Regions from separate parts of the Danio rerio genome. Here region 1 is linked to region 2. Evidence: chromatin contacts called from public Hi-C data. All regions are on one chromosome and are shown on one strand. Each heading gives the region's core, a stretch centred on a gene start, on an enhancer-like site or on the middle of the called end of the contact. The rest is flanking DNA. Distances are from core to core; before and after follow the strand shown.

Region 1 (4,861 bases), core at 1,256-3,755, 160 kb after region 2:
ATACCTGGATTAGAAAGCTAAATTAACACCTCTGCAATTAAAAGGAACCGTACCACATGGTAGCCAAATGGCGATGCTAGCATTAGCCCGCAGTGCAAATCTGTTCAGTCTTTATATTTTAACCAGATTCAGACGAACGCAATTAGCATGATATTTCTTAAGTGGGAGAAAAGCAGCGCTATTGATGACAGAAAGATTTCTGATTAAATTAGGCAAACCTATGTTTGAGAGAATTGTGTTAATGAGATGCTGCATGATAATTAGCATCAATTAATTGTAAAAAAACTAGGCAGACTAGAGTAGGGCTTTCACTGAAGTGGGGCGTTTAAGGTATTCCGTGCAAATTAATTAGGAAGACTTTAATGTTTTATCCACTTGCCTGAGTCTCAAATCTGAGTGAGCCGCCGGAGCAGTCTTCAGCACGTTCATCATAAAACACTAATATCTAGAATAGGCATGGGACGATAACTGTTTTTAAGGTATACCAAGGTTTGGAAAAGTTACGTTTTTAAAACTGCCAAAATTTACAATACCGTTCTTACGGTATGTGTCAGAATTTATTAACGTTTTTTTGCTTGTTTGTTTTTTACGACAACAGTCACTCCAGCAAAAAAGATGCTGTTTTAAATAGTAAAGAAATCTGTGTTTTTGAAAGTAACGAAGACAGCAGAAGTCAATGATTGACTTGAAGTATTTAGTCTGACATGTTTACTGACTCAGAATATTATAAATGTTTCTCAAAATCAAATATATTGTGTTCAAAGGGGAAAAATGTTTTTGTTTTTTACCCACTTATAAAAAGAATGTATTTTAGAGCCGTAATCCCAAAACCGTGAAATCATGATATTTTTATTCAAGGTTATGATACTTTCAGAATCTAATACTGGCTAATGCCAAATATGAAAGCATCGGGATACAGATATTGGGGTGAATAAATATAGTCCTGTGTTGTTCTCAGATGTTGTGCAAACTGTACTGTCAAAACAGTGCAAGATTTAAACCATTTTTCTTTCTGCAAGAAGCTGTTATGCTGAAAGAAAGAATGTGCAACCTTAAAGAGCTATTTTTACTGATGCACTGATGTTACCTAATGTAGTCGGGTCATTGTCCTCAACGCAAGGCATGGAGGGTCTGTCAGCAACGCTGCAGGCAAAGACTCAGTGCAGGAGCATCATGTCCAGATAGATCGCCCAGCGTTTCAAGGTGCAAACTGGATGGAGGATTTCACGAATGCACAAAATCAATAGGAAACATGCTGACTTTAATATGCTGCCAAAGATATTTTCTGAGGCTTCTGTAAAGATGTATTCTCTTGCTTGGATTGCCACAGTTGACATCTAAAGGATTGTATGTTAACATGATTGCATACATTTTATGTTTCAATTTAAGACTATGCAATAAGAATTAAGGTTTACATTTGTTGTTTAAAATAATACTATTTATGTGGATTCAAGTAAACACTAAAAAATGCATGTTTAGAATATAAAAAAATTAAACCAGTGTATGAAAAGTAATGCAAAGGTAATTTGTCAATCTATAGCTAAAGTGGTTCAAGCAATAATGCAACCTAAGTTTTACATGTTGCATTTAGAGCCAGTTATTTCAGTCTATAAGCTAAGTTACTTTGACTTATATTAAAGACTTCATTTCCATCAAGGCATTAAATGGAATTTTGATTGTGAAACTGATTTTTAAATGATATATAGCTTTCATTGAAACATTAATTAAAAAAAAATTGACGCATTTAAACTACATCCACATCTCAGCAAGCGGATAATATATCATACATCACTTCACTCCTCTTAAAGGTCATGACGAGATTCCTCCCAGCACATATCACTAATAACATGACACGAACATGATGTGAAAGCAACGTATGAGAACCGAACCGCCTATTATTCCGCCGACATCCTCAACTAACGTTACAATGGCCACAACTTAACGGGAGTTTTAACGGACAGCGATCCGTCACACGAGATGCTGAAGTCCTCAACAAAACCTCATCTTTTTTACGCGCCGCACGCCTGTCACATTCCCCGTTTATAGTCATGACAACAGGGGCTACATTTCAGCACAACACAAACAAAACCTCCAGCCTCTCTCCGCTCGTCAAAACACAAACACCCCAAAACGCTGGCTCTGGGGATCAGGCATCATTTCCCAAGCAGGAAAGGGCCCGTTATGACGGCGGACCGCGAGGAATGAATGGAGCGCGATGAACGGGGAAATTCCGCCTTACCGGCTGCTGTTTATGTCGATTGGACGCTTTTCCCAGCGGCGGCTGGTGATGCCTCTTCTGGAAGCCGCTCTTCGGGTACTCGCTGTAGGCTTTGTTGATGCCGATTCGGTCCCTCTTCTCCCTGCCGTTGTCTTTTCGGTCTTCTCCCGTGTCCAGACTGCTGAAGTTCCACACGATGAGTGTTTGGACCAGCAGCACTGTCAGCGCGGCTATTAACGCAGACCGCGATCGGCGAGCCAGCTTACGGGCGCACAGACTGCCGAACATCTTCACCCTGAAGCGGCGAGGTGCCACTGCCGTGCGCCGACAGTCCGCTTTGTGGCTCCGCGTCGCTGTAGAGAGAGAGAGAGAGAGAGAGAGAGAGAGAGAGAGAGAGAGAGAGAGAGAGAGAGAGGGGATAGAGGGGGCGGTTGGCAAGGGCTCCGCTGGAGGAGAGAGAGAGAAAGAGAGGATGTTAATATATCCTGCGCCTCCTCGTGGCGACACATGCAAACTACACAAGAGTCAGTCCACGAAATGGCCTTTTACATTTCAAAAGGGCGATTTTTATCGATTTCATTTTTTTTGTGGAACAAACAATTGCTAAATTTGGTTTTTAGTTAATATGATAATATTTTATACATATGAGTGTGCCTTCAAAAAGATTTGACAGGTGGAGATTACAGTTCATTACCTGCCATGCACCTTTAGGCAAGGTCATGACCCTTCAAGAGGTTTAATAAAACAACAGTTCAGGTATTTATTTAATAACTGCTTTATAGTCAATATAATGTATAAGTGATATATCATTTAAATTATTTATAGGTCTGTTTATGTTTTTTATATTTTTCTTTTCATTCAGATCAGTCAACCAGAGGAGAAGATTTACATTCGGAACATGCATACTTTTATTTTTCAAACATATTGTAAATATATGTACCCACAATTTGTATTTTGTTTGTAGAGTCTTTTTTTATCTTTCCTGTAAGGATTTTTTTCTGTATTTACAGTTGAAGTCAGAATTATTAGCCCCCTGAATTATTAGTTCTCTTGTTTATTTTTCCCCCAATTTCTGCTTAACAGAGATAAGTTTTCTTCAACACATTTCTAAATATAATAGTTTTAATAACTAATTTCTAATAACTGATTATTTTATCTTTGCTATCATGACAGCACACAATGTTTGACTAGATATTTTCAAGACACTTCTATACAGCTTAAAGTGACAATTAAAGGGTTAACTAGGTTAACTAGGCAGGTTAGGGTAATTAGGTAAGTTATTGTATAATAATGGTTTGTTCTGTAGACAACTGAAAAATATATAACTTAAAGGGGCTAATAATATTGTCCTTAAAATGGCTTTAAAAAAAATTAAAAGCTGCTTTTATTCCAGCCGAAATAAAACAAATAAGACTTTTTTTCCACAAGAAAAATATTATCAGCATACTGTGAACGTTTTCTTGCACAGTTAAACATAATTTGGGAAATATTTAAAAAAGAAAAACAAACTCAAAGGGGGGCTAATAATTCTGACTTCAACTGTATATATATATTAAGTTACAGGGAGAATTTACTGCTGATATTTCTACAGATATCCAATCTTTAATGGTTTGCTGTTTTCAACAGTGATAACAACTTATCTTCCTCTACAGGCAAACCTAAAAAAATATATTATAAAGTGATAAAACTTGCAACCTTCCTTGATGTGTTTACTTTCAGCTTTTCAGGTTGGTTGTTTTCATCTTTTCTTTTTGTAGAGATATTACTGTAGATACATAAAAAATATAATAAATATATAATAAATATGAATATTCAAGTATTTTGATAGCATATTTTGCATATACACTATAGCAGTCAAAAGGTTGGGGTCAGTAGGATTTATAAATGTTTTAAAATAAGCTTCTCCTGCTCAACAAGGCTGCAATAACTTCATCAAAAATACAGTACAAATTGTAAAATTGTGAAATGTTATTGCACTATAAAATAACTGTTTAAACGTAGTTTAAAATTTAATTCAATCAATTATTCAAGGGATTTAAATATACATTTCAGCTTCATTAATCCAGTCTTCAGAGTCACATGATCCTTCAGAAAGCACTCTTATATTAACTATTAATAATATGATTATTAATGGTAATAGTAATAAAAGCAATAATAACTAGAGTAATCATTTCATTTCAAACTACATACATAAAAAAGCTGTTATTTACATTTTTTTAAATTTTATGTAACTTTTTATTTTTACATTTCATAAATACCGGTTTCATAAACAAAATCATTTTCTTAAAAAAAAAAACATGAAAAAAAAACTGATCCAAACTTTTGACAGGTAGTGTACATATATATTTTTAAACACTTTTATTTTTTCTTTTATATGTATATAAATATATATTCATTTCTTTCTCAAATTAAAAGTGCAATTGCTAATACATTAAGGGGGAAAAAGGATATGCAAAAATTAGTTGTTAGTAAAATCCACGTGGAAGAACTGCACACCAGAACAGGCTTGATTGCTCAATAATAAATCTTTGCAACACTTTTAAATATCTAAATCAGCACACTCCTATAAAATATACCCAAACCACAAAAAACAAATGTCATCATTGTAATTTCATTAAAAAACTAAAAATAAATAATATAAAC
Region 2 (5,115 bases), core at 1,570-4,069:
AGCATTGATGATGAACACCTGCTGTTAAACCTGTGAGTCAATCTAGGGCCATATGTACTTGCAAAATAAAAGAACGTTTTACAAACAAAAAATAAAGCATTGAGCAAAATAAATAAATAAATAAATAAATGCATATCTCTAAAAATCGTAGAGCTAAAATTAATTTGAGAAATAAAAAATAATTTTGCTAACAAATTTAAAGAACTACAAGGGGAATATTAAGTTTCTAGAAATAAAAATGAAATTTGCAAAACTGCAAAAAAAAGCAGTGCAAAAAATTTTTTTACACACACACACACACACACACACACACACACACACACACACACACACACACACACACACACACACACACACACACACACACACACATATGCACACACACACACACATATGCACACACACACACATATGCACACACACACACACACACACACACACACACACACACACACACACACATTTACAATAACAAAAAAAAAACTATAAATATTTGAAAAACATTTTTATAGCATTGCCTTTACAAAACCGTCCAGTCAAATGCAATACTCATTTATTTTAATTTGCTTTTTAGTCAACCGTGAGTTTGTGATGCTGTTTTCACTTTGCACTTCACATTTCTGCACGTTTCACTTTGTGGCCCTGATTTGACAAGGGGGTGGAGTCAAGGGAACTAGGGAACTCTATGGCAGACCCGGACCTCCTGGCCCATAAGATCACCTCGGTGATACTGTCTCCATGTGATGAAGTCACTTAAATGAAGGCAGGTCTGGGCACTGCTTAATTTTCCTTTGTTGGTGTGCCTCCAGGAACAGGGCTGGGAAACGCAGACCTACAAGATGCTTACTTGCTGAATGTAGACCCTTTGGAGATGTAAAGAGTAGATGAAAACCATGCAGGAACAGTTCATGTATTACAGCAAAAATGGCACTATTATAAGCAATCAACTAGTTACACCACTTTAATATAAAAAGTCTTAAAGCCCAAAGATGCACTAGTCTTCAACACCCATGAGAGACGCCAGTTAAAAAGAGCTGATTTGTGAGGAAAGCAATTACATGTGTATTTTCTTCAGTCAAAATAATGAACACCTTAATTGACACAGCGGCCTCCACAGACACTTAAGCCTCAGTTAAGCTCAAGTGCTCAAAAAGGGCACGAGTAACCCGACCCACAAGGTCTCTTCGTTATAATGGATAAAATTATGTTAACTATAATTAAAGGCCAAAGCCTACATGCACCGGACTTGATGGTTTTGGCCTCATTACTGGCTGCATTCATGTCCTCATATCAAACATAAAACACCTTTGAATCAGCAACTACCTGCTATTGCTCTTACAAACTTGACGGGTTAGGGGGTGTAATTGCAAAATACAAAATAGTAGCCTGTAAGTCTTCTGTAGCAGAAAAGAACTGAAGCAGAAAAATGACACCGCTCAGCACAAATGTATTGGAGCAAGGAGCAAATGTGACCCTGGAACAAAAAACAAGTCATCATAGGTGTTTTTAAATTTGAGACTAATAAATCATAAGATTGAATGAATAAATTTTCATTGATGTATGGTTTGTTGAGGACAATATTTGGCTGAGATGCAACTATTTGAAAATCTAAGGGTTTAAAAAATTAAAATATTAAGATTCTGTTTAAATGTACACAACCTGAAAAAAGTATAGTCATCTATCTAAGTTTTAGGAGCAAAAAATAATAACCTCTAGGTGATCGTTTGGTATCAGAAGTGGCTTATATGAAAGACAAAGACATCTAGTTTACGCTTACTTTACCAAAATAAAATATGATCAAATCTTGATTTTTAATTATTTATTAGGACAGTAACGTCTGACTTTGCATAGTCAAAAGTCTTGTCACTTAACAGAAATAATGTACAGTATAGAATATAAAGTCATGGTGCAGTGGTAAAAAAATAATATTGTGTATGACTCCCCTAAGCTTGGAGGACTGCATCCATACATCTCTGCAATGACTCAAATAACCTATTAATAAAGTCATCTGGAATGGCAAAGAAAGTGTTCTTGCAGGACTCCCGGAGTTCATCATGATTAATTGAATTAATCTTCAATGTCTCCTTTATCTTACCCCAGACATGCTCAATGTTCATGTCTGGTCACTGGGCTGGCCAATCCTGGAGCACCTTGACCTTCTTTGCTTTAGGAACCATGATGTGGAGGCTGAAGTATGAGACGGAGCACTATCCTGTTGAAGAATTTGCCCTTTCCTGGGGTTTGTAATGTAATGGGCAGCACAAATGTCTTGATATGCAGGTTGCTGATGTTGCCATCCACTCTGCAGATCTCTCGCACGCCCACATACTGAATGTAACCCCAAACTAAAATTTTCCTTCACCAAACTTGACTGATTTCTGTGAGAATCTTGGGTCCATGTGGGTTCCAATAGATCTTCTGCAGTATTTGTTATGTTTGGGATGCAGTTCAACAGATGAGCCATCTGAAAAATTTACCTTCTGCCAATTTTCCAACTAGAAGTGTTTGTTGCTCGTACAACTGGAATTGATGACATTTGTCAGGTAGTGTAGTGCTTAGAAATGAAATTTACAAAATGTCTTCATTAGACATGCTCTTTGCTTAGTATTGTAGTGATTTTGGCATCAAAATAATCTACAATTTTTACTTTTTTTTGGTAAGATTTTGTATTTGAGGTTCACATATATGTTTTTCAAACATCTTTTATACTTGGCAAAAGTACAAAGAAAACAGAAAGATACACAAGTACAGCTAGTACATTCATTCAAACACTCTGCAAACACCCGTTTTCTGTTTATCCAAAGAGTGCAGTTCTTTAGCTGAGAACTTGGGGGCAGTAGCGGCCTTCCTATTAATATCTACAGTGTAATAGGCCAACTCATGTATCATTGCTCTCTTGCTATGTTTGAAAGGCTTAAAACCCCAATTAAGATTGGTCCGGCTGATAACAGAATTAGCTTTGTAACGTCGGAAATGGTCCAAAGTGAGTCTTGAAAGTGTTGATCAAATGTTTGCCTTATCAAACCATCTGCTGCTCTTAGATTCGGATGAATAAATACATAGTGATTAATAAAATGTCAATCAGGTGACCCCAGGTATCTGTACTAATCGCTGTGTCGCTAGGAAACTGCATCCTGCCCTATGTGTCGCTGAGGGTGGAACAGATCTAAGGGTTGTGCAAGTGTGTAACTTATATATAAGCATATTTCAGGAATGGATGACCATAAGCAGACAATAAGCTGGTCATTATTGCAGAATTACACCCTGAAGAGGTCTTGTATTACCCTGCAGGAGTTTATTTTGAGACAATTACTGTACATAATCTCTTATCGCTAGAGTTCTGGTGATGGAGTTTGAGGTTTAATGTCTCATTTATGTGGAGCTCTGCGCATTCTTGCTGATGGAATGTGGTAAAATATTCTCACAAGTTATCAAGTGGAGTCTATTCAGCTGAGCTACAATGCCACTACCGATCTTACAGCGCAAAACACAGATTTCTGAATGACTCACTAGTATGAGCTGGTTGTTTTGAAGTGAGTCAGGGAAAAAAAAGATGCATAGATGAATGTTTTTGTCAGTGAGTGCTCATCTTCCAATTCCCCCAACACTCTTTTTCTTATATTATTGAGGGGGTGGGGGTGTGGTATATGCTACTAATAAATGGCCATTTTACATGTATATTGCTCAAGTACATTTTTTGCTAGTGTGGCAAAAAGAAATTAATGTCTTTCGTTTTTTTTTTTCATATTGAAATGTATATAACTCTTTCAAATTAATGTGGAATATTTTTACAAGGGTGCTTGGTTATTCCATGGGTGCTTGGGCACTGAAAAGCCAGAGCTCTCCTTTGGGAATTACTGTATACCCTATTACCAGTAGTGTAGTGATGTACAGAAAGCAAAAATAAATAAATAAAAATAAAAAGTTTATTGTGCAGCCCTAATGTGAACTTAATTCATTTGTGGAATAACAGTAGACCTAAATGTGATTTTGATGCTAATATGATTGGATTTTGCACTAAAAATGTGGGCTGGTTAAAAAGGTTGATCATGTAAAAGCAAACGAAAGCAGTTTGTTTATGTTAAGGGTTGAACTTCATACAAATCAACAGCATTAAAGTCAGTGGACTTAATGCTGGACTTTGGACTTAAATAGCTTTTTGGCCATAATTTTATTTATTTTTTTATTGGAATGATGACCACAGTTTCGCTAAGTTTGCATGGTCATTTGTGACACAATGCTTTTCTGCCGTTGACAAAAAATCTTGGCTTTTCATTTTTATGGTTGCATAGAAATTCAGAGGATAGCATCATCTGATCAAATGATCTGCTATTTTCATGATGCTCTAATATACTAAAGTTATCCTCAAACTTTCAACAACACTTTAATATAAAACTGCCTCACGATGCCAATTCAAATGTCAAACCTACGAAAAGGTACATGACCATGATGCAAGTATTGGGGAGTGTTGTTTGACTTTATCTGCTTGATCTATTTATTTAAATCATTAACTTGATCTAAGGAAGCTCTGAGTCTTCTTGTGATATATTGACTGTTTACATAATCATACATATTTGGTACTTTGGGACTTGTGGAGCTGCGCATCGATGGATTTGCTCTTCAGTGTTTGGAATTTCAGCAGTGAAATTTAAAGCACACTGAACTGAACTAAACTAAAGTTCAACCCTGAAAACTGAACTGACACATTTTTAATTTACTAGAACTTCTATGTTAAACTGCTTTGACACAATCTACATTGTAAAAGCACTATAGAAATAAAGATGAATAGAATTGTATATTAATATAAAATACATCATTTTTTTAGGGTCATGAGAGCTAAAAGTGTTGGCATTTGCTGACAAATTTATTTTAAGAATGGTGGTGAAGAAAAAGTTAAAAGAACAGTGCAAACAGTGTTGTCCTATTCAGGAACAAATGACTTATAGAAGCCTGTTCGTTTCACTGAATCTAAAAGATGCTGTGTCATCCAACTGCTAAACACAAGACTCATATGTTGTTAATATAATATAATATAATATAATATAATATAATATAATATAATATAATATAATATAATATAATATAATATAATATAATATAATATAATATTTCCCC

What was found. A called contact is a pair of places that touch in the nucleus more often than the background predicts.
Region 1: a contact with region 2 is called in a Hi-C map of embryo, with 3 times the contacts expected there. The contact joins the promoter of xylt1 here to the enhancer-like site in region 2. A contact is called at or near these places in 9 of 18 Hi-C or Micro-C datasets (caudal fin, embryo, hematopoietic stem cells and 2 more) and 4 of 4 datasets of contacts at active chromatin or transcription factors (caudal fin, embryo, gastrula embryo and 1 more).

What each region holds. Positions count from the first base shown.
Region 1 is chr3:25,260,098-25,264,958 of GRCz12tu, forward strand. It overlaps xylt1 (xylosyltransferase I), which reads right to left and starts at 2,506. Exons shown (of 11, transcript NM_001172397.1): 1 at 2,240-2,506. The coding sequence starts at 2,506.
Region 2 is chr3:25,101,227-25,106,341 of GRCz12tu, forward strand. No RefSeq gene overlaps it. Among named protein-coding and RNA genes, the nearest start is that of rps15a, 21 kb to the left of the region's middle. Within about 2 kb of position 2,820, at least 18 of the 62 cell types and tissues checked have an H3K27ac peak or open chromatin away from gene starts, as enhancers often do.